Regions from separate parts of the Mus musculus genome. Here all the other regions are linked to region 2. Evidence: chromatin contacts called from public Hi-C, HiChIP or PLAC-seq and Micro-C data. All regions are on one chromosome and are shown on one strand. Each heading gives the region's core, a stretch centred on a gene start, on an enhancer-like site or on the middle of the called end of the contact. The rest is flanking DNA. Distances are from core to core; before and after follow the strand shown.

Region 1 (7,172 bases), core at 3,343-5,842, 640 kb after region 2:
GGGAGGGGGACTCCCTAGATGCAATTCCTTGTCAAAGCACCATGGACCCATTTGGTTACCTCGTGCTAGTCAGAGCGCAGGTTCAGAAAATAGTGTGGCCTTTCAGGGGCTGGCGGTGAGCTTAGTGCTTAGGAGCACACCCTGCTCTTGCAGAGGACCTGAGTCTGATTCCCACCCCAGTGGCCTGTAACTTCAGGGCTTCTGATACTCTCCTCTGACCTCCTCCCTCTCAATATGTACACTCTTGCTAGTGCATGCACACGCACATTCATTCACTCGCACATATGCATCTAGTAAGATGATATACACAGATACACGTAATAATTAGGAAATAAGATAGTCTGCACTCTCAGCAGCCCCATTCCTGGACCTATTGGATAGCCTGAGCCAAGCCTCTGATGTACTCACTTCACCTGACAACCTCTGGGCCCAGTTGTCACCGCAGCACCTGCTCTTCCTGAACCTTAACCCTGGTAGCCTGGTCTACTTATGGTCTTTGTGAAAATCACCAGTTTAAATCTCAGCACTCGGGAGGCCTGAGACAGGAAGATGACAGGTTTGAGCCTGGGCCTGGTATGTAGATAAGGCCGCTGATGAGGTGGCCCTGGTGACAGCTCTTGAAGATTGATTGTGTTTAGATCAGTGTCTCCTAGCCGCTGCTCTCGCCAGCCCTCAGTGAGGAAAGCCACGCACAGCTGTCTCAAACAACAAACAAAAAACTCAGCCAAACAAAAAGTAAGGTGATGCTGATTTCCTGGTAATTGTGGTTTTTTGTTTTGTTTTGTTTTTCCCGAGACAGGGTTTCTCTGTGTAGCTCTGGCTGTCCTGAACTCACTCTGTAGACCAGGCTGTCCTCGAACTCAGAAATCTGCCTGCCTCTGCTTCCCAAGTGCTGGGATTAAAGGCGTGCACCACCACCGCCTGGCAATTGTGCTACTTTAAAAAAAAAATCACTATATTTATTTACTGGCTGATGGATGCTTATGTCTTAACACCATCTATGTTGAGGTTGGGACACAATTTTCAGGAATCAATTCTCTCACCATGTGGGCCCCTGAGGATCAAACTCAGGCCTGGTGGCTCAGTGCTTTTACCCACTGAGCAATCTCGCCAGACCGTTCTGGTATTACCTGTATGCACTAGAGACTCTTGCACAGAAGGGTAGATGCACTGTAGAGAGAATATCTTAGGTCTGTATGAATGTGGCACCTGTCAGTAATAAATACGATCGCCTGTGGCTTAGGCAGAAAATAGGTGGTGGGATATCCAGGAGCCAGAAAGGATTCTGGGAGAGTGCCAGGCAGGAGTTGCCCCCTGGGAAAGAAAATGCGATGAGATAGATGCATGGTACCTGAGCATAAGTAACCAGTCCGTGGCAGAGTGTAGATTAGAATAAATGAGTTATTTTAAGTTATATCTAGTCGGAAAAGAGCTTAGCTCTATGACCAAGGTATTCGTAAATCTATGTCAAGTCTTAGGATTTCTGGGAGCACTGGGCTAGGATAAAGAATCAGACCCGACTTGTGCAATGCACAGCCAGGAAACACCTCAAGCTTGGGGGATTCCTTGGGGCTTGGAGTCCTCCTAGATATGAAGAGGGGGAGAAATAAGTAACAAAGTTGTACACTATTTCATTTGTGGGGAGTGTAAGCAGCCTAAAGCCAGAGCTACATTGTTTAGGGTCACCCACCTAGGTGGTGGTATTGTACCTAGGTGGTGGTAGTATACTCTAAAAGTAGGGAAAGGATTCTCATGAGAGTCGGGACAGTACTGACCTCTGCGTCAAATGTTCCTAGGCTTTCAGGGCCTGGGTAGGTCAGGTCTCTGTTCCAATTCATCTCCCACTTATATTAGGACTCTTTGTAAATATACTTCTCCGTGTATGACAATCTCACATTAAAGAAAACTTTCCCACTACTTATATAAATTGGAGGCTGACCTGGGCTACCCAAGACCTGTCAAAACCAGAAAAGGGCATCTAAAAGCAGAATTCATTCTCTCAGGTAAGAACGCACAGGTGTAAGCACATACACACAAAACAGCAAACCTCTTAGGGAAAAAAGATGCTTCCTCGACATTTGTTAGACGTGCTGGACACCATTGCATCTAATGCATCATTGTTGGGGTACAAGAGAAAACCAAAGCAACCTGAGGTGGTTTGAACATGCTTGGCTCATGGGAAGTGGTGCTATTAGGAGGTGTGGCAGTGGAGGAAGTTTGTCACTGTGGGGGTGGGATTTGAGGTGCTTTGCTTAAGCTCCGCCCACTGTGGAAGAGTCTCCTGGCTGCTTTGGATCAAAAAGTAGACTTCTTGGCTCCTTCTCCAATAACACATCTGCTCGCATGTTGCCATGCTTCTTGTGATCCTGGACTGAGCCTCTGAAACCAAGCCAGCACCAACTGAATGCTTGCCTGTAGAAAAGCTGGCTTGGTCCTGGTGTCTCTTCGCAGCGATGAAACCCTAAGTGAAACACAAGAGCCCAGCAAAGCATGATCTTTATTTGAATTAGGCAGCAAAATCTGGCCGGCCAGAGACTATAGCACAGACTCGGGAGACTGTGCCTTTGAACGTTCATCTTAGCAGATGACAAGTTTTTATAGTGCTCAGGCCACTACTGATTGCTCACAGACACAGAACAGACTTCGGAGTTCACTATGATCCAGAAGAGAAATTGTACAGCATCTTTAAGGATGGAACCCCAAAGCATGGGCCGGGCCATAGCATTGTCCAGCATATTTTAACACAAGGGGGTTGAGCAAGGACTTAAAACATTGGTGACTGGGCCTTATCAGGGTCACCTGGTTTCAAGGTCCTTGATTCAGATTTGCAGTCAGGTCTCCCCCTGGACTCTGGTCTGGAATTCAGAATGATAAGGGAACAAAGGAGTGGGCAAGCTGCATGCAGTCAGGTAGTTCACCCCCAGCAATGCTTGCATGCCTTGTTTTAGATAAGGCAACCCCCCCTTTACTGGATAACAGACAAACATGAAACCCCTGAAGAAGCAGAATAAGTGTTGGGTCTGGGGCCTGGGACCATGAACTCAGTTTTGACTCTGCCAGCAGAATGGACGTTGGTCCCGAGACAGCTGGATTCAGGCAACTATCTCTTAACATTCTAAACCAGAGTGTTGAGTTAACATTGTGACTTGCATCTGTCTACCCACTTTTGGTGGTTTAAGTTTTTGAGATGGGTTTATTAGCTCCGGAATCAAGATCTGCTTGCTTTTGCCTGAAGGGTGGATCCCGGGGTTATAGGTATATGACAGGCAGCACACCCAGGTGCCTGTTGCAAGTTTTATCTATGGCAAGTTGAAAGGCAGGAGGAAGCATTCATGTGTGTGTGTGTGCCTGTGCATTTTTTAAAAGACAGCCCTGTATAACCCAGGCTGGCCTTGAAATCTCGAATGTCTGGGAGAATGATCTTGAACTGTGTTGTACAGGACTGAGTCAAAACTACCACTGTTTTCAGCAAACTGGCCTACATCTGCTTGCAAAAGATCACAGCTGGGCAAGTTGACTTGAATTCCCTCATAGGAGGGCAGGGAGGGAGGGTCATGGGACCTTCACAGGAACAACCAGTCTTTCTCTTGCAAGCTGTTGTATGCAATTCTACCCTAACTGCAAATGGCCTTAGGGAGGAACTAACATATAGGAAGGGAGGGGCTAGTGGAGGGGTGACTATCTGCAGCCAGGAAGGAGTCATCATTCCTAGAGGGATTTCGAAGTCCTCCCCAGTATCCCCCATAACTCACTGCTTCTTCAGCGGGAACGGTGTTAATCATTTTTGGTGTGTCCTCAGAATTTTGGAAGCATTTGGTAGACGTTGTTTACACCTCACTAAGGAAAGGATTTTTTTTTTTTTTTTAAGCAACAAACACTCTAGGTCTTTCCTCCAACTCCTAAGAGTTGGTATTTTCTAGGTCCACCATACCCGCTTACAAAGTATCACATTTTGTTACATGGAACTGGGGTCTTGTGTCTTTCCTCCAACTCCTAAGAGTTGGTATTTTCTAGGTCCACCATACCCACTTACAAAGTATCACATTTTGTTACATGCAACAGGGGTTTTGTAGCTATCCTTAGACGACCTGGCACTTGTTAGGTAGCTCAGAGTAACCTCAAGGTCCTAGCAGTCCTCCTGCGTCCACTCCTGTTGAGTGCTGGGGTTAGCAGCTGGATTTAGTGTCTTCCTTTGAGACTAGGCGAGCTTCAAATCCATTATGTAAGTGAGCCTGGTCTTCAACTACGGATCCATCTAACTCCCATCTCTCAAATGCTGGCATTACAAGCCGCCGGCTCTGCTAATTGTGTGAGGTTTTCTAAAATCTGTCGGCTAGCTCCGAGTCGGCCGGTGTGTTCCTTAAACCCATCCAGCCTGCAAGGATGAAACCTTGACAGGTAGCTTGAGGCCCGCATCTACATCCTCCCTTGGCGCTGTGCCCCAGGTCCCCGTCACGCCTCTTTCTCTGACGCTGTCAGGGTTGGTCAAATGGGGGTTGGGGTGGGGGTGGGGGTGATCGGCGGGGACCAGCTTCACGCGGCCGTGGCGTCCTCCCGCCGCCAGGGGCGCTGTGGCAGCGCCGAGCCGGGCCAGACGCGGTGGCCGCCGCGCGCCTGCGGGGAGCTGCTGACCCGCTCCGCGAGCCCGTGTCCCGCACGCACCGCCGCCATGGGTAAGGGCAGCAGCCGGGGTCACCATCCTTCGCTTGGGTCACGCAGTCACCCGGGAACCGGGGGCTCCCGGGGTCTCCATGGCAACGTCCGCCCGCCCGCATCCCTGCGCCCCGCCCGCCCTGGGGCCTGGCGGCTGGGGTCGGCGGACGGGCGGGGACCAGGGCGTCCAGGGACAGGGATGGCTTCCCAGTCACGCGGATGCAGGGCGGAAGGCTGGGGAGGGGAGCGGTGTAGTGCCAGGAGCGCGCTCCGCGGGGCCCCCTTGCAGGCTGGGGGCGCAGAGGGAGCGGGGCCGCCTCTAGGGACTGCCGAGGAGCCCCACCTGCGGTCGCTGCTGCACAGCCGCTGTCCTAGGCTCCTCCGGTGCAGGTTACAGGTTGTGATGAACACTCTTAAAAAGAGAATTCTGCCGATTATTAAACGTCAGGTGGTTTCACTTCGGGAGCGGGGGTGGACGGAGGGAATCACACCTCGACGGAGAGTGGAGGAAAAGATGTGGCCATATCCTTCATCACCCAGCCGGGCTGTTTCAGATTGCGGAGGAAGTCAGCCTAAGAGAGCTGGGATGCAAACCATAGCCAAGTGCCAGAGCAAGGGGACTCTTGTTTTGTTATTCGAAACGGGTTCTCACTGCATAGTCCTGGCTGTCCAGGAGCTAGCTATGTAGACCAGGCTGGACTCGAACTCAGAGATTCCCTCCTGCCTCTGCCTCCCAAATTCTGGAATTAAAGTGTGTCGCACCACGCCCAGCTGTTTTGTTTTGTTTTGAGTGGGCCACTAAATTGTGAACGCACTGACCACCTGGGTTTGTCATTTACTTGAAGGTTGTTTTTGAGACAGGTCTCTCTATATAGCATTGGCTGCCTCAGAACACTCTGTTTAGACCAGGCTGGACCCAAGAATCACAGACGCTGGGACTACAGAAACAGCTACATGGCAGAGTTCTCTGGAGATTAATAAATGTTAGGTTTGGTTTTCACATCTCTTTTGCTATCTTCGCAGAAAAATATTTGTGCCACTCGGCAGTGTTTAGAGTGTTGGGGGAACAGCTGGTTTAAAAAAAATTATTTTTATTTTTAATGAGTGTGTACCTGAGTGTAGGGGCCTCCAGAGGCGTCGGGTCTCCCTGGAGTTGGAGTTAAGCGCTTACCACAGGTATGGGGAATTAACCTCTTTCCAGCCCGTACTAGAATTTTTTTCTTTCCTTTTTTTTTTTTTTTTTCTTTTCTTTTGACCTGGGAGTTGTGTTTTTTTCGAGACAGGGTCTTACTGTGTAACCCTGGCCGGCCTGGAACCAATCTCCTAGTTGCTTAGGTCAAAGGCACAGAAGACTACCTTGGGTTTGTCAAAATATTTTGATTTTTTTTTTTTTTTTCTGTTGTTGTTGTTTTCCCTGTGATGTTTGTTCTGGGAGATTCTGGAATCTGATAACTTTACCTTTTATTTTGTTGCTAGTGTATTTTGATTTTTTTTTTTTTTGAGACAGTTTTAATATGTGGGCCTGGCTGTCCTCACTCTGTAGACTAGACTAGCCTCTAACTCAAGTGCTAGGATTAAAGATGCAAGCCACCACTGCCTGATTTTGAAATAAAGGTGTGTATGTGTGTGTGTGTGTGTTGACCTCAGAGGTCAAAAGAGGGCATTTGGCCACCTGGTGCTAGAGTTACAAGTAGGTGTGAACCATCTTAGTGGATGCTGGGAACCAAATTTTGGCTTTTTGGAAGAACAGCAAATGCTCTTAATGACTGAGCCATTTCTTTAGCCTCTTATTCTTGCTTGGAAATCATTAGACCTAGACCATGCCTGCTACCCACCATTTGCAAAATCCTCAAACATGTGGCTTGTACTTGCAAGCTTATCTTTACTGAAAGCCATTTTACCTTAAGATGTGTGTAGTAGGTAGGCACAGTGGGCCGTGGCTAGTGATTGTGTGCGTGCGTGTGTGTGCTCGAGCACGCAGTAGGTAGACACAAATGTGCTGTGCCTGATAAATGACGGTCAGAGACATTCTCTCCGGCTTGTGGGTTCTGGATGGAGCTCAAGTGGTCCGTCCCGCACATCCTCTCTAAGCAATCTCACCAGCCAGAAAATAAAGCTTATTATTCTCTGTGTGGAGTCTTGAGGATAGTTCATAAGCATGGCCACAGTGGGCGTGGATGGTGCTTTGCTGTGGCTTGTGAGAGAGAAGAAAGAGGCCGTGTTGTGGCAACCTGGCCTGAGGAGCTATCCGGCTGCCAAGCACGGGAGAGCAGACTTCCACGGGGAAGGACAGATCTGTGGATTCGCCACTGTTGTCTTGTCCTGGGGATGATGTTGGGCTTTCTTGCATTTTTTCAGCTACAAAGGACCCCACAGCCGTGGAGAGAGCCAACCTGTTAAACATGGCTAAACTGAGTATCAAAGGGCTCATCGAGTCTGCCCTGAGCTTCGGCCGCACGCTGGACTCTGACTACCCTCCTCTGCAGCAGTTCTTCGTGGTCATGGAACATTGTCTGAAA
Region 2 (6,905 bases), core at 3,843-6,342:
AGCTGCTAATAAATTTCTTAAAGGATCAGTCATCAGAAGCCAATGTTCTTTTCAAGAAATTAAAAAAAAATCTACCTGCTGGTAAAAATCACACACGCACGCGCGCACACACACACACTCTCTCTCTCTCTCTCTCACAATGAGATAGTCAGATATAACCAACGTAACACAGTAGGAAGCTTCCTCAGGTCCCACCGGTATGGTTTATTAACTTGGAAGATGGTGGGGTGGGCACCTGTCCTCCCTTCCCCAACTAGACCTTCTTCTTTCTTTCAAGGAGAAGGCTGGCCACGATTTCCCCCAGAGAACAGGAGTGTGGGCAGCGGCAGCATCAAGAGGCGTGGCCAGATGAGGAGGCCTCCCCACAGCCAGCAGCTCCCTGGTCTATTCCTCACGACCCTTCCTGTGAATGACAGGTCTCTGCTCTAAGGGAGAAATCCGATGCCTCTGGTGGAGGGACGGAAAATATGACAGAACACTGGCCAATGAGGTATTAGCTTTGCATGCAACAGAATTTGCTTCTCTCTCTCTTTTTAAGTGATTGTTGTTTTGGTTGGTTGGTTGACTGGTTGGTTTTTTAAGCCAAGGTTTCTCAATGTAGCTCTGGCTGTCCTGGAACTAGCTCTGTAGACCAGGCTGGCCTCGAACTCAGAGATCTATCTGCCTCCTCTGCCTTCTGGGTGCCGGGATTAAAGATGTGTGACATTACTGCCTGGCCATAAAATTCTTCTTAGAGTTCAATTTATTAATACTATTACTATTGATGTGAGTGCAGGCATGCTTTTGTTGAAGTCACAGGACGGCATGTGAGAGTTGGTTCTCTCCAACTGTGGGGTACAGGGATCGAACTCAGGTCCTCGGGGCTTGTGAAGTGAGCCCTTCAGCCAACCGAGTCAACTTGCCTGCCCGGTTTTCATGATTTCCTAACTCACCTCCCTAAGCAATAAGGAACAGAACTGCTCTGAAGCAGGGCCTCACAGTGTACCCTGAGCTGGCCTAGAACTCTCAAGTTTCCAGACTCAGCCTGCCACAACTTGTGGTTACAGCCGTCAGCTCCATATTTTCTTCCTCCTCCTCCCCTTCCTTTGTAGCTCTACCAGGCAGTCTGAAGAAATAAAGGGCATTTGCTTATCAATTAAAAGCCACCCAAGGCTTTTCCCTTGCTCTACCTGGCCTTCCTGGGTCCGGCCACTGGACAAATCACATCCGTTTGTTCCCTGTTGATGCAGATTGTGTGGGGCTATGGGGATCCTGCCAGAGAAAATCCACTGGTGTTTGCTGCTTGCTGTTCTGGCAAGGCTAGGGAGAAAGACATCTGGTCCTTCTTATTTCTTATACTCCTGGCTCCATTTTTCTTTCTATATTATTTTTTTTCCTACCTGCCACTGCTTCACAAGTGCTGAGATTAAAAACATACTGCATCTGGTCTTTTCTAAATTATGTCTGCATGTGCCCACCTCAAGGAGCCCCTGATGGACACTCCCTCTTGGAGCTGAAGTTACAGGAGGTTGGAAGCCACCTGGGAAGAGTATGGGAACTGAACTCGGGGACCTCTGCAAGAACAGTAGGCAGTCTCAACCACAGAGGCATCTCTCCAGCCCTTCATTTTCCTGAACAAACAGGCAGCATGCCACGCAATACTCCACCCTCCAGGTCCTTCTCGGTGACACACAATGGAGGGGGCAGGGCTATGCAGGGCGTGTTTAAGAGCCACTTGGAGGTTAAAGGGCCCTGACTTTCCCATTCTGGATAGCTGGCATCTTGTGAATGGAAGTAGTCACAAAGATGCATGCAATGTTCATTCCTCTTAAAAACCTGAGTGAAGGAAAATGTGTGCCTTATGCTTCTGTCCACCAAGTCCCCTTTTTTGTGGCACCCTTTAACCGGCACTATGCAAAAGCAGCCGGGAGCACGGGGATGTGAGCTGAGAAGTCAGAGGCTTCATCCATTTCTGCCCAGGACCTGTTCTCAAGGCTGGATTATTGCGGGCTCCCAGGCAGTGGAGGGAAATAAAACCGTCTCCCGGGTGCCTTTGTATTCTGGGCAACCCTGAAAACCTTCCCCCAACGAGATCCAATTTCCTTCCTCCTAGCTGAGAGCAAGGTCCTGTATATCACCCGAGGCATGTCTCCATAGCCCCATGGGCTGGCTCCCTGAGGCTGGAGAACTGAATCATCATGGCTGCCCACACTTAGGAGAGTCTCCACTCACTGGGTTCTCTTTAGAGTAGCACACACAGGGCCCAGCTCCACCAAAAAAAAAAAAAAAAAAAAAAAAAAAGGAGCAAGATTTGGGGACTAGCACTTCCAGGCAGCCTTTCTCATAACAGAAGTGGGGTGGGAAGGACAGGAAGCTAATAAACTGACTCATGGGAGCAAGTGACCACTGTGTGCCCTGGGAGCCTCCTAAGGACCACACCCACATATGGCAGAGCACTCTACAGGTAGAGGTGATCTCCTGGAAGCTTAAAAAGCTTCTAAGTTCTGTGTGCAGTGCAAAAGGAAGCTCTTGTTTTGTTTGTTGGTTGTTGTTGTTGTTTGGTTGGTGGGTTTGGTTTGGTTTGGCGTTTTTTGGTTGGTTGATTTTGTTGTTACTCAGTTTTTTGTTTGTTTGTTGTTTGTTTTTTGGTTTTTCGAGACAGGGTTTCTCTGTATAGCCCTGGCTGTCCTGGAACTCACTTGGTAGACCAGGCTGGCCCCGAACTCAGAAATCCGCCTGCCTCTGCCTCCCAAGTGCTGGGAGGCCACCACGCCCTGCCGTTGCTCAGTTTTTGTTTTGAGGGTTTGTATGTTTGTTTGTTTTGGCTTTTTTGTTTTTGTTTTGTTGTTGTTGTTGTTGTTGTTGTTTTTGGAGGGGGGTGGTTCCAGACAGGGTTTCTCTCTGTATTCCTGGCTGACCTGGAATTTGCCCTGTGGACCAAGCTGACCTTAAACTCACAGAGATCCACCTCTGCCTCCCAAAAGCTGGGATTAAAGGCTTGAGCCACCACCCACCGTCAGGCTGAGAGCTCATTTGTTTTTAAGGATCTCCTACACAGAACGAAATGAAAGTTTCAGTTTAGAGACCTTGCTCCAGCAAAGCTCTGGGATAGAGGTGGGGGAGGGGATATCCCAATCTCAGAGTGAGGGCTTTAGTTAGGCACCGTTTGAATCGGTGCTCAGATACCCACAGGGCCTGGGAGATGGAATGGGACGGAGGTGAATCAGGCCACTTGTAGTGGAGCGCCTTAGTCCAACTCAGCCACCGGTGGCCACCCAGCACGGTGTCAGGGAGCAGCCAGGCAGCTGGCAGCCACACAGGTGGCTGTGGGTGTGAGGCTGGAGGCTTAGTTTACAAGGTCATTGGGCCTCCACCCACCATTGCACGCCTGAGCCACAGAGGGTATCTAGAGTGGGAGAGCTGTGGACTCTTGATTCGGGAGGCCTATCCTAAGTGCACTCTGCCCTCCTATCTTCCCTTTCCATGGGATAAGCATGTCCACCGCCATGGAAGAAACTCAAGCAATTACACGTGTTGATGCATAGCTCCCTGACATCAGGTCAGGGATGGGGGTGGGGGTGGGAGATTGACAGTGAAGCCCTTCAGCACCCTATTCCTGGTCCCTATTCAGGATAAGAGCTGCATCTCCAACAGTCTTGTCTCTCAGCACCTCCCCTTCAGCTGACACCCAGGGGGAGTCTTGGTCAAGTTCTCGAGTGGGAGGAGGGTCAGAGCCCCGCCCAGACTCCACCTCTAACCAGCTGTGTGACCTTCAGGAGGTCACAGTCCCCGGTAAGACTGCTTCTGAAGGTGCAGGATGAGAAGTCTCAGGCCAGGAAAGGACAGAGCCTAGTCACTGCCGCCTCTCACCTGTAGATAGTACCTCTTGTCCCAGTGTCTGTCAGGGTGATGATGCTATTAACCTATCCTAGGGTAGGTAAGGCATACCCATAGCACAAATAAAAATGTCCTAGGTGTTTTCCTAACCAACTTAGTCTATCTCAGGAAAAAAACATCCCGTCTTACTGATGGTGGCAGAAAAGTGAGGTACATCTTTAAGACCCACCAGCAGACGGCACTTTATACTAGATGAACATCACCCCTAGGACCCAGCGTCCATGTGCAAGAACTCACAAGTCACAAGGAACGAATGCCAACCCCTCCGAGCTCTTCAAGTGACTAAAGTGTCTTATTTGAGCTCCTAGGCTGAGACTGCCTGGAAATTACAGGTTTAGAGGAAGAAAAAATTCCATTCAGACGTGCGGTTCTCGACCTGAGGCCTATGAGCAAAGTTTCCGGTGGCCTCTGCTCCCCTCCCCTCACCGGAAAGCCAGGCGGGTCACCCCGTCCTCAGAGTAAGGAGCAGCTGCAACAGCTGGGGGAGCCCAGTGACAGTTTCAGGAGGGCATCGTATTCTCCAAATGGGAACCCCAAATATGGGATGCCTGGCTTCCAGCCAGCACCCCCGCCAGCTGCTCACTCACCTCCCCAGCCTATCTCGGCGATCACACCTTCCCCGCCCACGGCGCGCGTGGACCTTTCAAAACAGGCCTATAGACAGGCCAGCTGGTCCCCACCTAGACAGGTCTCAGCCCGGCACTGCGTGCGGGTACCCATCTGACATCCATGGTCCTTTTCAAGGACACTGCAGTATGCAATCCAGCCGTGGGAGGAAGGGGGGGGGTCTTCAGCCGGCCGCCCAGCTCCTCAAACCACAAGCACGCCCGCATGCCCACAATGCCCGGGTGAATCCCAGCATGAGGCCTGTCGCCTGCACCCTGTAGTCCAACTAGATGCTGTCTAGCCGGGAGAGGCCGGGGGGAGGATGCAGGCGGTGGCGAGCGGATGCGGGAATGCAAGGCTGTGGCCAGGGCGGCGCCGGCGGGGCTCACCTTTTTGACTTGGTCATCCTTCAGCTCGGTGAAGTAATATGCCAGTAGTTGCGCGGCGATCATGTTGACGGTGGGGGATGCGGAGAAGCAGGTGTGGGGCCAGTGGCTCCTCAGTAGCCCTGGTGAGCAGTGGTCCTCCAGCGGCGGATCCGCGACTCCACCTCCTCCTCCCTTGGCTCCTCCCCCTCAGTCCCTGGGCGGGGCGTCTGCCTGCTCTCTCCAGACCTCCGAGCTCCCGTCCCCGGGAGGGTGACAACCGCCAGCCGGCCCACCTCCTCAGTCCCCATTGGCTACAAGGCGCCACTGCCGCGCTATGGCTGGGGCTTCCCAGCCAGAGCAGGAGAATGACGGCCGCTCCCTCCCGCGCCGGAAAGGAGGCATCACCCTGCACGTTCCCCACGTAAGGAGCGCGCGGTCACGCGTGGTGGCACAGTGCCAAGCCAGAGTGGGTGGGGTGTGGGACACGATCTGGAGGGGACCAGAGGACAGATCCAGGACACCACAAACTGGAGAACGCGAACGGAGCCACACCCCTTCCTCGGAGATTAGGGCTCGTCCCCCACCCCTCCCATCCTCCCTGTTGGGGAAGCACACAAGTGGGCGTGGAAAGAGAGCGGAAGCCGAAACTAGGCGGCTTCACAGATCTTGCACTGGGTCCCTGTGCCTGCCTGCCATCGAGGATCCAAAATCTAAGGATGATGCTCGGAGTCCCACCACAGCCTGTCAGAGTTCACATAGCGAAACCCAAAGCGCCTGCCCCTGTGACATCATGTAAGAGCTCATGGTCCCCGAGTGGGAATTTTGGCCTATTCCCAGCCTGTCCCGATCCTCCCACCCTTCTCTAGCTCTTGGGCATCCGGGTTCTGGGAGGTTGGGGGTACTGTTCAGGACTCAGGTTGAGGGGAAATCGTATTTGTACCTTATGACAAGTAAGAACTCTGACATACAGAAGTGGCTCTGATTCTACAGGTGAGGAGTCTGAGGCAATGCGTTACAGTTGCTGCTCAGGAGTCGGGCAGGGTTTTCTTAGCTTCAGTGCTGGTGACCTGGCCGTTGTATGCAGTGTCTCTTACTTAAGCTTCCCTTGCAGGCCATGTTCCCATGACCAGGGCTGCAGCATCTGTCCTGAGGGAACTATAGAGGCTAACTTCTAGCCCACACCTGGGGGGCTAGGAGCCCATGCCTGGAACACCCCTCAAGTACCCCAGGACCCTTCCAGCCACCACTGCCCACTGAGAAAGAGGTGGTAGACCTGATACCTCTATCCAGGACACATCCCCACCCTGCCCAATGGCAGGTGCAGATGTGTCCTCAGTCACTTCTTTACCCCTAAGATGGAGCTGTAACTACTGATGTCTACACCCCATGATTTTTGTGAAAGAGCATAAACACTTGTGTCTAACAAATTAAGTGGGAAGTACTCTCATAGAATGAACTTGGGAGCCTACAGGTTAAAGTTTGGGGGGGGGGGCGCAACCTGTATATCGCCATTTCCAGGCCCAGGGAGGGCCTAACTGTTGTATTTAAATTATTTTCCTAATAGGATCTCCCCTCAAAAAGATTAGCATTTGAGGCCCACATAAATCTCAAACTAACACACACACACACACATATGCACAGGCGAACGCTACCAACATGGCCACCAGTGTCAGGACAAAATGGTTCTTCTAAGCTGCATTCGACTCTGCAAATGTAGTTCTGCCAGCCAGCTCTCAAGGCTGGGACATCTTTGAGGATGGAGGGTTGTTTTGTTTTCTCAGAGCTCTGTAGGTTGAATGGGCCATCTCTCTGCTCCCCGTGTTAGACTCACGGCCCCCTCACTCAGCCTTCAGCTATCACTATAATCTGTCCCCATACAACCCTTACCCAACAAACCAGAATTGGGAAAAAGCTGGCCAAACTTATAGGCAGGTAGGCACCTCTGCTATCCCTTCCCCCAACCCCTGTACCAAGGTGACTCAGTACACACACACACACACACACAGAGGCACTAAGGCTTAGCATTATTTCCTAATTCACATCTCTAAGTCAGAC
Region 3 (6,560 bases), core at 1,477-3,976, 1.0 Mb after region 2:
CTGAGCAACTAAATCTAAATGGTAAAGGTGACAGAGAATTTAAAGTTGGTACAAAAGCAGCTGTTGGGGTGGTACCAAATAACTATAATCCCCAGCATTTAGACACAAGATCAGAAATTCAAGGCTAATATGTGCTGGCTGGCTACCCAGCCAATGAGTTCAAGCCAGTCTAGGCTATACGTGTTCCTGTCTCAACAAGCAAGCAGACGAACGACAACAACCACAACAAAACAAGCAAGCAAAACCCCCAAAGGCTGTACACAGAAAGCAAAAACAATGTACAGAAGAAAAGAGGTGAGGACCTAACCTCAGGCACTGACAAACGGACATGGTACATACAGCACACCTATAATCCCAGCACTCTGGACTGCTGGTAAAGTCAGGATATCAATGTCATCCTTACATCCTAGACTCCACAAGTTTAAAGCCATCATAGGATAGATGAAAATGTCAAAAAAAAAAAAAAAAAAAATCAAGAAAAGAGAGAAGGAAGAGTAAGTCAAAAAGAGCTTTGGTTGTGATGTACTCCAGAGGCTGGGCAGAGACTGCAGAGTAGCTTAACTAGCTTGGGCTATAAAATATCTTGTCTCAAAAAGGAAGGACGGACAGAAGGACGGAAGGAATGAAGGAAGTTTGCAATTGTTTCAAAGATGCACATGCCTGAAGCATACCTATCCGCGGCCGCGGAGTCCAGTCACTAGAGCTGGCGTGTGACGTTCTGTCATCGTCATCACTTTCACAGGAATGAAAGCCATTAGTGAGGAGTCCATCGGTCAACAGGAGGTTGTCTGTCAAAGAGATCAAAAGGCTGCGGCTCAGACAATCCCCAGCTGGGCCCTGCGGTCCACACCTGCAATCCCAGGTACTTTGAGGCCCGTTTGGCCTGTATGGTGAGACACACACAGGTTCTTGAGACAAAAACAAAAAACCAGAAAGGCACAGAAGCACACACATCTGTAACTCCAGCACCTGGAAGGCACAGACATTGGAAACCAGCCTGACATATATAAAATAGTGAGTTCCGGACCAGCCTGGGCTAAACAGGGACCCTACCTCAAAAAATCCAAAATGAAGACACACACACACACACACAAATAAAATCTGTGTAGCCCTACAAAAGCAGCTCAGGGTTCCATGCCCAGGACAAAGAAATACAACTTCATGAAATGCATCAAATAGAAATTACTTCTAAATATCACTGAGATAAAAATCAATCCCTGGCTGTGTTCTCACTGCCCCAACCAGAGAAAGTCTCTTTCCGTAGCCCTTTCAAGTAGCAATCTACCTGCTTCAGCCACTGGGTGTTAGTAAATGTATGATTTAAAGAACACGAAGCATACTTTATGCGACTTGTTTCCCCTTTAATACCTGACATCAAGGGTCATTTCCTATTTCAGTCCCTAACACGTTTTGTTGTTTTTTAATTCATGGCACCATTATACGAGCCACAAACATCTACAAGGGCACTGACAGACTCTGATAAATTCTGTACAAAGCTTTTCAGGAAGACGATAAGTGGCATTATTACAAAAACAAAACAAAAAAGTAACCCAAACGTTTGGCGTCAATAGGGCAAAACCAAGCAGGTTTGTTTCAGGTTTGTTAATCTAAAAATGTTGCGAGCATGATTTTGAAAGGAAAAGAAAACTTACGAAAGTACAGTACAACTATAACTCCTCTATATCGAAGTGATAAATGCAATCGCAGAAAAGCAACATTTTTAGGAATAGCCATTTCCTTACATTTTTTAGACTGTGTCTCAAGAAATAGCTTTGGTGTATTAAAATTTCTAACTTCAAAAAAAGACATAGGTCTATCCAAAAAAGAAAAAAAAAAAAAAAAGCAACACAGGTGTCAGTTTGCAAAACGAAATCGCATGTCGATCCACGGGACAGCCCCAAAGTCGCAAAGCAAAGTGTGCAGTGAGGAAAACTATAACTTCACTAAAGGCGCATCGGGAGGGAAACCAAACCGAGGGAGGGAAAACTTCACTCTAACGCCAAACTGCGAGAACCGCGGTCCCGGCGACTGCGCGCAGCAGCGCAAGGCGGCCCAGGCGAGCGGCGAGTCCGCGCGCGGCTCCGCAGCAGGGCCGGCGAGCTCGGCGGCGCGCGGCCGAGCCAGGGCCGAGCTGCGCCGCTGCCGCCGCCGCCGCCGCGGAGCCCGCGGAGCTCTCGGGGCCCTGGGCAACCTGGGACCGGGTCACAGGCGGGGACGCGGAGGGACGCGGCTGCGCGGCAGCGCGCGCGGACTCACCTCGGTAGCCGATCGCTGCCGCCGCCGCTGCCGCCGCCGCCTCGTCCTCCTCCTCGCCCTCGTCGTCGTCGAAGTCGTCAGCCGCCCTCGGCTCCCGCCGCAGGCCGGACCCATTGTCTCCGTCCCCGGCCACGGCCGTCGCCGGGGCCTCCCGCTCCGCGCTCGCCGCCGCCCCTGCCGCCTCCCGCCACAGCGCCGCCGGGGCCGCGGCGCTCGCCGCCTCACACCCCGCGGCCGCCGGCGCCACTGCTGCGCTCGGCTCGCCCGGGCTGCGCCCGAGGCCAGGCCCGTCTCGGCGGGGCCTCTTGCGGAGCGGCTCGTCCGCCGGCTGCGACGCGGCCTCCATGGCGGCCGCCGCGGAAGGGGAGCCGGCGGCCTGAAGGGCGAGCGCCACCTCGTCCGCCATCTTCCAACTGCCTCTCTGGCCCTCCGCCCTCGCCTCCTCTGCTCCGCTCGACGCGCGGCACTGGCGCCCCCGCGGCTCGGCTGCGGGAGATTTAAACCCCGTCACGTGACCCGCCCCTCCCCGCCCCCGCGCCTCTCCCGCCACCCACGCGGGCCGGACCACAACACGCCGGGTCACGTGGCCGGGCGCCGCCCGCGGCCTGGGCCCTTCCCGGCCCCACCCAGGGCGGCTCGGCTCCCCTCAGCGGCCTCTGGCGCCTCCCGCCCGCCCGACCCGTTCGCTCGCTCGCTCGCTCGCTCGCTTGCTCGTCCGGGATCGCCGCGGTGGTTCAAGTTTGCGATGGCGCCGCCACTTCCCACCTGGGCCTCACGCGTGCACCTTGCCTGCCTGCGCCTCTTCGCCTCAAGTCGGCTTTTACCTCAGGGGCTCTGGAGAGCCCAACCTGGCCGACGCCGGCCTTCCTGAGGAGAACTCCTCCACCTGCCTTGCCCTTGCTCTGTGACAGCTCTTCCTCAGGTTACCCCTGTGGTCTCTCCTCAGGAAGTTTGCGCTCTCTCCCAATCTCCCTTCTCAAGTGCAATGGAATGCCCAAGCCAGCCCTCGGGGCCTGTTGCCCTCCTGGAAAGATCTGGCGATTGAGGACCCGCCCTATCTGCTCTCTGGACCCACCAGGTCCTCTGTACCTCGCTTTAGTCTTTGGTAAAATTCATCTCTTGGGGCAGCAAGAGAGAGGACAGAAGGGAGAGTGGTTGGTTCTCCACAAACTTCTGTGTTAAGAGTCAGATTGGGCCTGGGCTCTTGTGACTTGGGCGATTGACTGAACCTTTTCTAAGCCCAGTTTTTAATCATCTCTAAAATGACAGGGCCAGGACCGAAAGAGACTGTAGCTCAGTTGTAAAGTCACGCTTGCCAGACAACCCCGAAGCCCTAGAGAGAGGGAGGAAGGAGGGTAAGTTGAAGGTAATCTCCAACTACTTAGGAAGTTCAAAAAAGGCCTGGAATACATAAGACCTCGTCTCAAAAACGAAATTTAAAACGATAGACCATGAGAAATCAGCTAGTCAGGTTTAAAGTAAATGACATTAGTTTTAAAATCCTAGGCAGTTGATGGTGGCACAGGCCTTTAATCCCAGCAAGCTGGAGGAGACAGGAGGAGGTTCACTAGGACAGCCAAGGCTACACAAAGAAACCCTGTCTCGAAAAAATAATCTTACTTCTAGAATTGTAGAAATGGCTCTGTAGTTAACAGCACTTGTTGCTCCTGCAGAGGCCCTAGGTTTGACTCCCATCATCCACATGACAGCTCATACCTTCAGATCTGACACCTGCTTTTGGTAAACACAGACATGTATGGAGCCAAAAGACCCAAACACATAAAAATCCTCTTTGTTGTTGTTTTATGAGTTAGGGTTTCTCTGTGTAGCCCTGGCTGTCCAGGAACTCTGTAGATCAGGCTGTCCTTGAACTCAGAGGCCACCTGCCTCTGCTTCTTGAACTGCTGGGATTAAAGATGTACACCAGCAAGCCCAGCATAAAAATACATATTTAAATAATTTTTTAAATAATCCTTAGTTCCTTCACAACTCTAAGCCCCTTCACTTTCTAGTTACCATGAAATTCTGAGCACCTGTATCCATTTGGATCATTAGGGCTCAATTGCACATGGTTCAATTACAGTGGGGTTTCCCCAGATTTTAGAGTTAGAGGCAGCAGGATCAGAAAATTAAATCCATTTGCACTAGGTAATAAATTTGATCCCACCCTATCTCAAAAACAAAACACTAGCCACACGTGGCAGCACACACCTTTTACAACAGGACTCAGGAGCCTGGCATGATGGGACAGACCTTTACTCCCTGCACTTGAGGCAGATGCAGGCAAATCTAGGCATCCTGGTGTACATATGAAGTTCAGGCAAGCCAGGGCCACGTAGGCTCAAAGACTAAAAAAAAAAAAATAATTAAAATTAAAATATTAAACCTGGGAGTGTTGCTATAGCTCAGTGGTTAAGCACATGCAATAATCTTTCAGAGAACTTGAATTTGGTTCCCAGCACCTATTTCAGGTGGCTCACAACCACCTGTAACTCCAGTTCCAGACTATTCTGATTTCCAAAGGTGTTTTGTGCACTCGAGCATACACACACACACACACACACACACTCACACTCACAAACAATGCAAACAATTTTTAAAAATCCTTAGGCCCAGGATGGATGTGGCTGAACACACTTTCAACCTTAGCACTCAGGAGGCAGAATGGAGATTTGAGGCCCGCATAGTTTACATAGCAAGTTCCAAGGCAGACAGAACTGTAGAGTGAGACCCTGTCTCAAAAACAATAAATAGTAATATTCTTTAGGTCCCCCGCAGTGGTACACGCCTTTAATCCCAGCTCTAGGAAGGCAGCAGCAGGTGGATCTCCATGAGTTTGAGGCCAGCTTGTTTTACTTATGTCTAGGCTACCAAGGACTACATCATTAAAGACTGTACCAAACAAAAGTAAAAAAAAAAAAAAAAAAAAATGGGGACAGGGACATGGATCTATGGGGAACAGCCTGATGATAACTTGATCTCTGGGGCCCACGTGGTAGAAAAAGAGGATCTCCAAGCCACACAGCACAGGAGGCAGGAAACATGTATAGCACTGTGCTGTTTAAGCATACGTTGAAGGGGTTTTACAAGCTAACCATGAAAGCAAGTGGCACTTGCTACTTATTGCATCCAGCTTTCTAGAAGTTAGTGGTGCACCTATACACAAAGAAGACTGGCAGGTTGTATTGTTCCAGTTGGCAGACTAGAGAAGTTCATGAATCAGGCAAGAATCAGGACTGATATAGTACCTTTGGTACCACATAGCAATGCACAAAGCTCTGCATTCAATCCTAGCCCCTCAGAAATCAGGCATGGTGGAACGTGGTCTGCAGTCCCAGCACCTGGGAAGTAGAAGCAGGAAGATAGAAAGTCACATGTCAGTCCTGTTATGCTGGCTAGGTTTATGTCAACTTGACATAGGTAGAGACATTTTAGAAGAGGGAATCTCGGTTGAGAAAATGCTCCCACTAGATTTTCCTGTCAGCAAGTCTGATTGATGTGGAAAGGGCCCGGCTCACTGTGGATGGTGCCAACCCTGATCCTGGGTGCTATAAGAAAGCAGGCTGAGTCAAACAGTGGTGGTGCATGCCTTTAATCCCAGCAGGATTCCTCAGGAAGCAGAGGGAAGTGGATCTCTGTGAGTTCGAGGCCAACCTGGTCTACAAAGCAAATTCCAGGACAGCCAGGGCTACATAGAGAAAGCTTGTATAAAAAAATAAAAAATTATATATATATATAATCAGGAGAAAGAAAGAAAGAAAGAAAGAAAGAAAGAAAGAAAGAAAGAAAGAAAGAAAGAAAGAGAGAGAGAGGCTGAGCAAGCTATAGAGTACTCCAGTAAGCAGCATCCCTCCATGGCCTCTGCCTCAGTTCCTGCCTCCAGGTTCCTGCCTTAAGTTCCTGTCCTAAAGTCCCTCAGTGACTGAGTATGACCTGAGAGTTGGAAGCAGAAATAAACCCTTCTCTCCCAAAGTTATGTCCATGGTGTTTTAGTACAGCAACTGAAACCTTAAATAAGACACTTGTCTAAGCAAATTCATGGCCAGACAGAGCAACATAAGATTCCGTCTTGAAGTGAAGGTAGTAGAGCAGGAAGGATGGAAGGGAAAGAGGAGGCCAAAGGAGTAGGAAGAAGAGAAGAGACAATGATTGGGGGGGAGGTTGCTGGGGATTGTAGCTCAGTGGTAGATTATTTAGATAGAATGCCCTGGGTTTTAGCCTCACCACACAAAAGGAAATGAAAAAGATATCGTAGCTATGTGTATTGTGCTTGTGTTGGCTGCTGGATTACCTATAATTGTGGC
Region 4 (6,361 bases), core at 72-2,571, 510 kb before region 2:
TTCCTGTACTTTGTAAAACTGAGGGTTGGAACAGGGTCGGGGTCGAAGACACAAGCCTCTGTTCTCTGGGAAGGCCTTAGACTCCTGCGGCACTTCTACGGCTGGGGGCTGGGGAGAGACCACCCAGCAGGCTCTGCTGTGTGGCAGGCCATAGGGTTTTAATCCGTGAAGAAGAGAAGGAGCGGGGGTATTTTAAACAGGCAAGGATTTGTATTAGCTGGGGACACAGTGTCCCCTGCACTTGTGGAGTGCTGACCCTGGCCACCTGGGGGTGTTTTCCCTCTCTGGCCATTTAACCTGAAACTTACTGAACAGAAGAAAGGGAAATGCCTGTCTCTGACCCAGAACATTCAGTTCTGGCCAACTGAACCACTGATAACCGGAAATCAAGTCAGAAACGGAAAGGGAAAACCCAGCAGAGAGCCCAGGTTTTTGAAACAGCGCCTGGTAGCGGGGAGGAGCGTCTGAAGCCTTGAAAAGGGCCAGGCCCAGAAGTCCGCATCTATTAGCAAAGCGCTTTCCCCGTGTCAGCACAAAAATGAACAGACTTTCTGTGTATCCCAGGGGATTACAAGAAAAGTGAAAAGAGTGCACAGGCGGGGGCAGAGAAATCAAAATGAAGAATATAATAAAACCACACCGAAGAGGATCAGAATAAAACAAAATAAAGGAAAGAAACAGAACTGAAGACATCAGGACAGGAGGAAAGGTGCTGGCAGGTGGGAAGCTGGCAGTAAGCAGAGCGACAGACGTACACTGGGTACGGGCAGTCAAAATCCCAGCTCACCAAGTCCTGGAGAAACAACAGAAAGTCAATTCATAGTTAGGTACACCAACGAAGCCGGTTTAAATACTGTACCAAATGCACCAAATAGGGAAACAAACGTTTCAACGGGAAGGTCCAGAGAGAAGCTGCGGAGTGACCGGATGCTTCAATAGCAGCTGGAAGGACGCGCCCATGGCGCTGGGTGGTGGGTGCGCAGTTTACAGGGGGGTTATTGGAAACCATCAGTTTTCTCTAGAAGCTGTTTGCCTGGTGGGATGGCATTTCCGCTATCTCCCTGAATTAGGCGGTGGGGCACCTCGTCTTTCTTAGAACTCAAGCTCTTAGACACATGGAATTACGAAATGTCTTTTTCCAGTGGTAGCTAGAGGCGACTTTGTGCCTGGTGAGCTCTAGTCCAGTCACGCGGGCTTGTAGACCCGAGTTGGTGGAGAAAAGCCACGGTGAGAGACACAGGACCTCAGCCTGGGAGGGCCCACAGTTTCAGTATCACAAGGGTGTGTTTGAGCCCGGGGCCATTGGATGCTAACAAAAGCCAGCGGGCTCTAAGTTACCAGCCAGCAGCTTTTGTAGTCAGTATTGCTCCTGGGCAAGGGCTCAGGTGACACCTGCTTCATAACCCGGTCTGAATCCAGCCATATTCCCAGAGATGTCACCCATGGATAGACCCACAGGGACCGATGCCAACACGTCTGCTTGGCCCAGAAAGCACAAATGAGTATGTCAACAACTTCATCAAATCGCTGATAGACCATTTTCACTGTAGAGCGCATGCGTTGACGTTGAGCACTAACCGCGGTGAAGCCAGGGACTGCAGAATCCCAGTAGTTCATGAGAAACACCGGGAACGTAGGGGGACTCGACGGCCAAAGGGCTTGCTTGCTTGTTTTTGGCCAAGTCGTAAACCAAAGAGCTGGTTTTAAAGTAAAAGAATCATTATTCCTTTGGTCTTCTCTATTAGAGATGCAGTCCCAGATCCCAGCAGCCCATACACCGGAGGGAAACTAGGTGCATTCCCAAAGAAAAACAAAGACACATCTGGAAGCATTCTGTGAGGCTTTTCCAGCATGGGGGATACTCAATCGGCCTTTGTTCACAGTCCTCCATCATGCTTTGGTGGGCAAGCGGGTGACCATCAGCGCTGGCCTGAGCGGAGTTAGGCTTTAAATCTGAAGGCCCGCGTGATTGCGAGGTTATGAAGAGCAAAACTTGCAGATACAAGGACAAATATGAAGGAAATCAAAGAAAAGTTCCTGAATCTTACATCCGGTGCTCCTTTTTCATTTAAGCTCTGAAGTTGGCCACTCTTCTTTATGGAGATAGTGTCACAGACCTGGAGTCTGTTTCGGGGACAACTAAATTAAAAACCAACAGGAAGATTCCTGGCTCTGCTTTTAATCACGAGGCCAAAACAATGACAAGGTGGAGCGCCTCTTCCCTAATCACAATAGATCAGACTTAGAATGGAGACCCAAGGGAAAGCAAACACAAGTATTAGGTTTCTCTCTGGTGGGAACAGAGAACAATAGAGCTGGGGGGGGGGGGTCAAGGTCAAGACAACTTTCAGTGTATCTTCTTCCTCTGAAGTGGAACCTTGCAGAGCTGCGGGGGTGGGTGGGTGGTTGGGGAGGAGAATGGGGGTAGAGGCCCAAAGTGATGGGGATGGAGGCAGGAGATAGGGCCAAGTGATCTGGGAGGGGTGGGGGTGGAGGGTGGGGGAGAGAATTGGAAAATGAAAAGGCGGTGGGGGGATGGTGGTGGAGAGTGCTAGGATGAGACAAGAAACCACCAGGGGCTGATGGGAGCAGGGGCAGAGGTAGAGAGAGCAAGGGTGAAGGGACCATCTGAACTGCGGGCCTGGGGGGCCATTTTCTTTGGAGAGTGTCATATCCGGGACAGGACTGCTGAGGGTTTTTGAAACCAGTTGGTGAAGACCCAGAACAGCACAGGAAGGTACAAACCCTCCCAGCTCTCTGACTATCCATTTCCTCCAAACAAGAAGCAAGCCACAGAGCTCTCTGCATGGATGTCAAAGCCAACTGTGGTGTCCAGGTACCTGTCAGCCAGGAGGGGTTCTGGGTGTTGGCAAGTGAACTCTTTTTGTGGTAAAGCACTTTGGGGTGGGGTGGGGTTTCCACACAGTTCTGCAGGCACCAGCTGTGCAGGCTCTGGGATGCCATCGATGAAGAGGTGCAAGTGGCCTCCAAGGTAAGGTTTAGCGGATGAAAACGGAAGATCAGAGGAGAAACCATTCAAAGCACAAATGAAAAGATTATTTTGCTTGAGTGTCCACACAGACATCACAGACAGACACACAGAAGGTGCCAGGAAACTGGATTCAAGCAAATGGCCTTTTCATTGACACAAGAGACCTGCAGCGTGGGCGGGTCCACAAGAAAAACAAAAATCACAAATAACTTCATCAGGGTCCAACCTACAGCGTCTTGGACAGCTTGGCACCATTCTGAAAATTAATTTCTGGTGTTTAGAAAATATAACCAACCCTTATTCATCGAAATGCAGTGCAAGACATGGGGGGTGGAACCTGACCTACAGACACTCTGGGATGGTTTTTTTTCAGGCTTAAGACATGAGGGTGCCCATACGGAGAATGTCCCCAGATGTATAAGGAGGACACAGATGGGCAGCTGAAAGGAGGAAGGATGCTGGGGCGCAGGAACCAGCATTCCCGTTCTCACCACGAAACAGCCTGGGGGTGGGGGTGGGTGAGGGTGGCTTTGGGGTAGCCAGGGAAAGAGAAAAACCTTATTTAACTGGGTAACTAGAATTTTAAAGCAAGAGGTATTATTTTTGTAAGTTGTTTGCTTTTCTCTTTCAAGAAAAGGAACCCTATGGACGTTTTTGGAATTTGATTTTAGAAAGCAACTTCCCGGGCTGGGGAGCGGGTTACTTAGCATCCAAGTGACTCCTCCCTCGTGCTTCTTTGCACGCGTGAGGAAAACCCCTTTTGAGTCCAGTTTCACCAGGAAATTTAATGACCCTTCCTTGAAGATTAACCAACACCCCCCCCTGTTTTTTTTTTTCTTCTTCTTCTTTTAAACACGAATATCTACTGCCCATCCCTGTCCCTACCCCCCTGTACGGCTCTTTCCATCTTCCAAATTTTTTTCCAGAGCTAGTCGTTTGTCACTTGAAGACAGGTAGCAAGTGAGATGTTGAAGTTGGTACTCAGACTCTAAGGCTCTTGGCCAGTGTCCCCTAGATAGCAAGCTGTGGCCAGGGCAAATACAGAGACATCAGGAGTGTGTGTGTGTGTGTGTGGGGGGGGTGTTTGGGAAACACATTTTCATTGGCTGTATCTTACGAGGCGCAATTCTCATTGGCTACACCTTAGGGCGGGGGCACATTCTCATTGGCTGGAGGAGTTTCGGGACGCTTACTTTGGCAAACGCAAACTGTTTTGCCTCCGCAAAAACAGTCTTTGGAATGAATGGAATGCAAGTAAAATGTCTCCTTTAAAATGGTTTCACAGTCTTTTTCACAGGGAGCCGTGGGACCCAGCAGAAAAGGTGATCAAGACGATGTTTATCTTCTTCCACTGGTGCTGATGCTGAGCCAGGTCTGATGGCAGGTGGTGGAGACTATCCAACTATGTACAAATGTCTAGGATCCCGCAAGCCATCCATAACCCTCAAGCCCATTTGCAAATGATATTGGAGGCATTCACTTCTCACATGCCCTGGGAATGGCGGGAGGGCTGGATAGCCGGTATTCTGGCCTTGGCAATCCTAGCATACCCACTAAGCCCCATGTCATGTCTAGATCCACTACGTGGAACCTTTGCCACGCCCAGTTGCACGCATGTGCCCTTGACCCCCAAAAGGAATCTAAGTCGGATCCATGCGGTTTCAGTAGCCCTAGTCGTGGAAAAAGGGCCACTGTTCCTTACTGGGCAAATGGATCCCCCGAAAAAGGGGGAAGAAGGAAGCTGCCACATGAAGATCGGAGCGGCACACCCCTCAAGTTCAGACATTATGAGTATGGGGGGGAACCCCCTACATGTGTTCAAAAGCATCAAAGAAAGATGCTGTTTCAGGTTCGAAGTTAAAACTCCCCTCTGTCTCAGAGGCTCCATCATGGTTTTCTTGGGGCAAGCTTTGAGATGGTAATTTATTCCAGATGGGATCTTTTCCATTTGAGTGCTGTTGCCCCTGAATGGCCTTCCAGTAATCTTTACTCCATGCCTAGGGAGCAGATTCTAGCTTGACCTCCCTGTCAGAGGTGAGGGAACCTCTGTCCCCTATTCAATGTCCCACCTGCTGCCTTGACACCTGGGGCCCGGCACTTTTGATAGCAGCTGTGAGTAAGAGATGTGCCCAGAACTGGAGGCTGAGTTTAGTGTTTGGGTTATTGTCAGTGTGACTCCCACATCTGTTGTCATAGCATAGGTAGCATGGCTGCCCTCCTTCACTGGAAAGCATCGCGGATTGGACAGTGCTCATCGGTGAAACGGGGAAACGATTGTCCAATGGAGGTGGTCCGTTGCTTCTAACAATTTTGCCAAAGGAATGGAGTTTATTCCAGACCGTCTTGAAACACTATCAATAGTGTGGCCTTGCTCCTTTGGTGTTGGCTCAGTAGCAGCTCGGGCATTGCACCGTGCTCCACAGATGTTCTGTGTGTGAGGTGACTGGCCTTGAGGGCCAGGCCAAGCACTGCTTCCCAGTGATTGCTCATGAGTGCAATGGCTTGCTGCTTCCTTCCTGAGGCCAATGCTTTCTCTTTGTTACTCTCATCTCTGGTAACTTTTGAGAGAAACCAGGAAGTAACAGGCTTAATGGCGGCAGCTCCAAAAGACATATAACGAGCTCCCGTAGAGTTGACAGAGCTGGGGAAGATGATAGGATTCAAGCCACAGCCCCCTAGGGACGGTTCCCAGGGTCAGGACGGGAAGCTGCCAACTGCCCCTCATGTAGGCATGTTGCTCAAGGCGCCAGAAGTTCTTACAGGAAAGGAGAATCTGGGTGCCCTTGAAATCAGAGCCACCCCAGCCCACCTGGCTGCAGGGAGCACCAGGAACCTCTGCAGGAAGTGGGGTCTGGAGGCCCGAGGTGGTCTAGCCGAGCTCCTGTGTGTGGAGGGGGTACTTGCTCTCCTGCGGTCACACCACACTCCGATCAGCTCCTCAAAGCCGGCCTTTAGGAAGGCCTCCACAGATAAACTCCGTGCAAGGACAGATCTTCCATCTTGGGCCTCCTCCAAGGCTTGGTGCTTTCCCCCATGGCTCGGGGCCGCCTTCACTTCTTGGCCACTAGCCAAGGACTCTGGCCCTTGAGAAGGCATAGAGAAGGGAATATTTGAGAAGGAGACTTGCTGATCATTGGTATTTTTTTTTTAATGGCCCAGAGATCTCCCCGGCCCAGCTCCCACGTAGCTCCTCACAGCCTGGAATGGGCCCTCTCTGCCTCTCTCTTCGACTGCAACCACATGTGCATTCTGTGACTTAGAACCAAGAGGCATTAAGCACATTTGAGGTTTCTGCTATAGAAATAAACCACAGTGGGGGTGGGGTGGGGGCGGAGTCTACCTTCAGGTAGCCACTAGCTCCTCCCTCTC

The links. Hi-C and Micro-C count contacts between places; a contact is called where the count stands out from the background. HiChIP or PLAC-seq counts read pairs in DNA pulled down with a chosen protein or histone mark.
Region 1: an H3K27ac HiChIP or PLAC-seq map of thymic regulatory T cells shows a contact between it and region 2, with 9 times the contacts expected there. The contact joins the promoter of Rufy2 here to the promoter of Hk1os in region 2. A contact is called at or near these places in 1 of 39 promoter capture datasets (pre-B cells), 2 of 484 Hi-C or Micro-C datasets (CD4 T cells and CD8 T cells) and 3 of 115 datasets of contacts at active chromatin or transcription factors (memory CD8 T cells, pancreatic cancer cells and thymic regulatory T cells).
Region 3: a contact with region 2 is called in a Hi-C map of B cells, with 8 read pairs. The contact joins the promoter of Sirt1 here to the promoter of Hk1os in region 2. A contact is called at or near these places in 1 of 39 promoter capture datasets (maxillary cranial neural crest) and 1 of 484 Hi-C or Micro-C datasets (B cells).
Region 4: a contact with region 2 is called in a Micro-C map of embryonic stem cells, with 2.0 times the contacts expected there. The contact joins the enhancer-like site here to the promoter of Hk1os in region 2. A contact is called at or near these places in 1 of 39 promoter capture datasets (cranial neural crest), 3 of 484 Hi-C or Micro-C datasets (all in embryonic stem cells) and 4 of 115 datasets of contacts at active chromatin or transcription factors (embryonic forebrain, embryonic stem cells, microglia and 1 more).

What each region holds. Positions count from the first base shown.
Region 1 is chr10:62,975,660-62,982,831 of GRCm38.p6, forward strand. Rufy2 (RUN and FYVE domain-containing 2) reads left to right here and starts at 4,593. Exons shown (of 18, transcript NM_027425.4): 1 at 4,593-4,673; 2 at 7,012-7,172. The coding sequence starts at 4,670.
Region 2 is chr10:62,335,142-62,342,046 of GRCm38.p6, forward strand. Hk1os (hexokinase 1, opposite strand) reads left to right here and starts at 5,093. Exons shown (of 3, transcript NR_168630.1): 1 at 5,093-5,271. It overlaps Hk1 (hexokinase 1), which reads right to left and starts at 5,280. Exons shown (of 18, transcript NM_001146100.1): 1 at 4,872-5,280. The coding sequence starts at 4,934.
Region 3 is chr10:63,336,309-63,342,868 of GRCm38.p6, forward strand. It overlaps Sirt1 (sirtuin 1), which reads right to left and starts at 2,727. Exons shown (of 9, transcript NM_019812.3): 1 at 2,257-2,727; 2 at 672-788. The coding sequence starts at 2,662. RefSeq lists a promoter at 2,663-3,291.
Region 4 is chr10:61,826,875-61,833,235 of GRCm38.p6, forward strand. Gm51765 (a long non-coding RNA gene) reads left to right here. Exons shown (of 3, transcript XR_003948879.1): 3 at 4,290-6,330. Among named protein-coding and RNA genes, the nearest start is that of Gm40674, 15 kb to the right of the region's middle. Within about 2 kb of position 1,322, at least 19 of the 459 cell types and tissues checked have an H3K27ac peak or open chromatin away from gene starts, as enhancers often do. A contact at or near this core is called in embryonic stem cells, where this site is marked.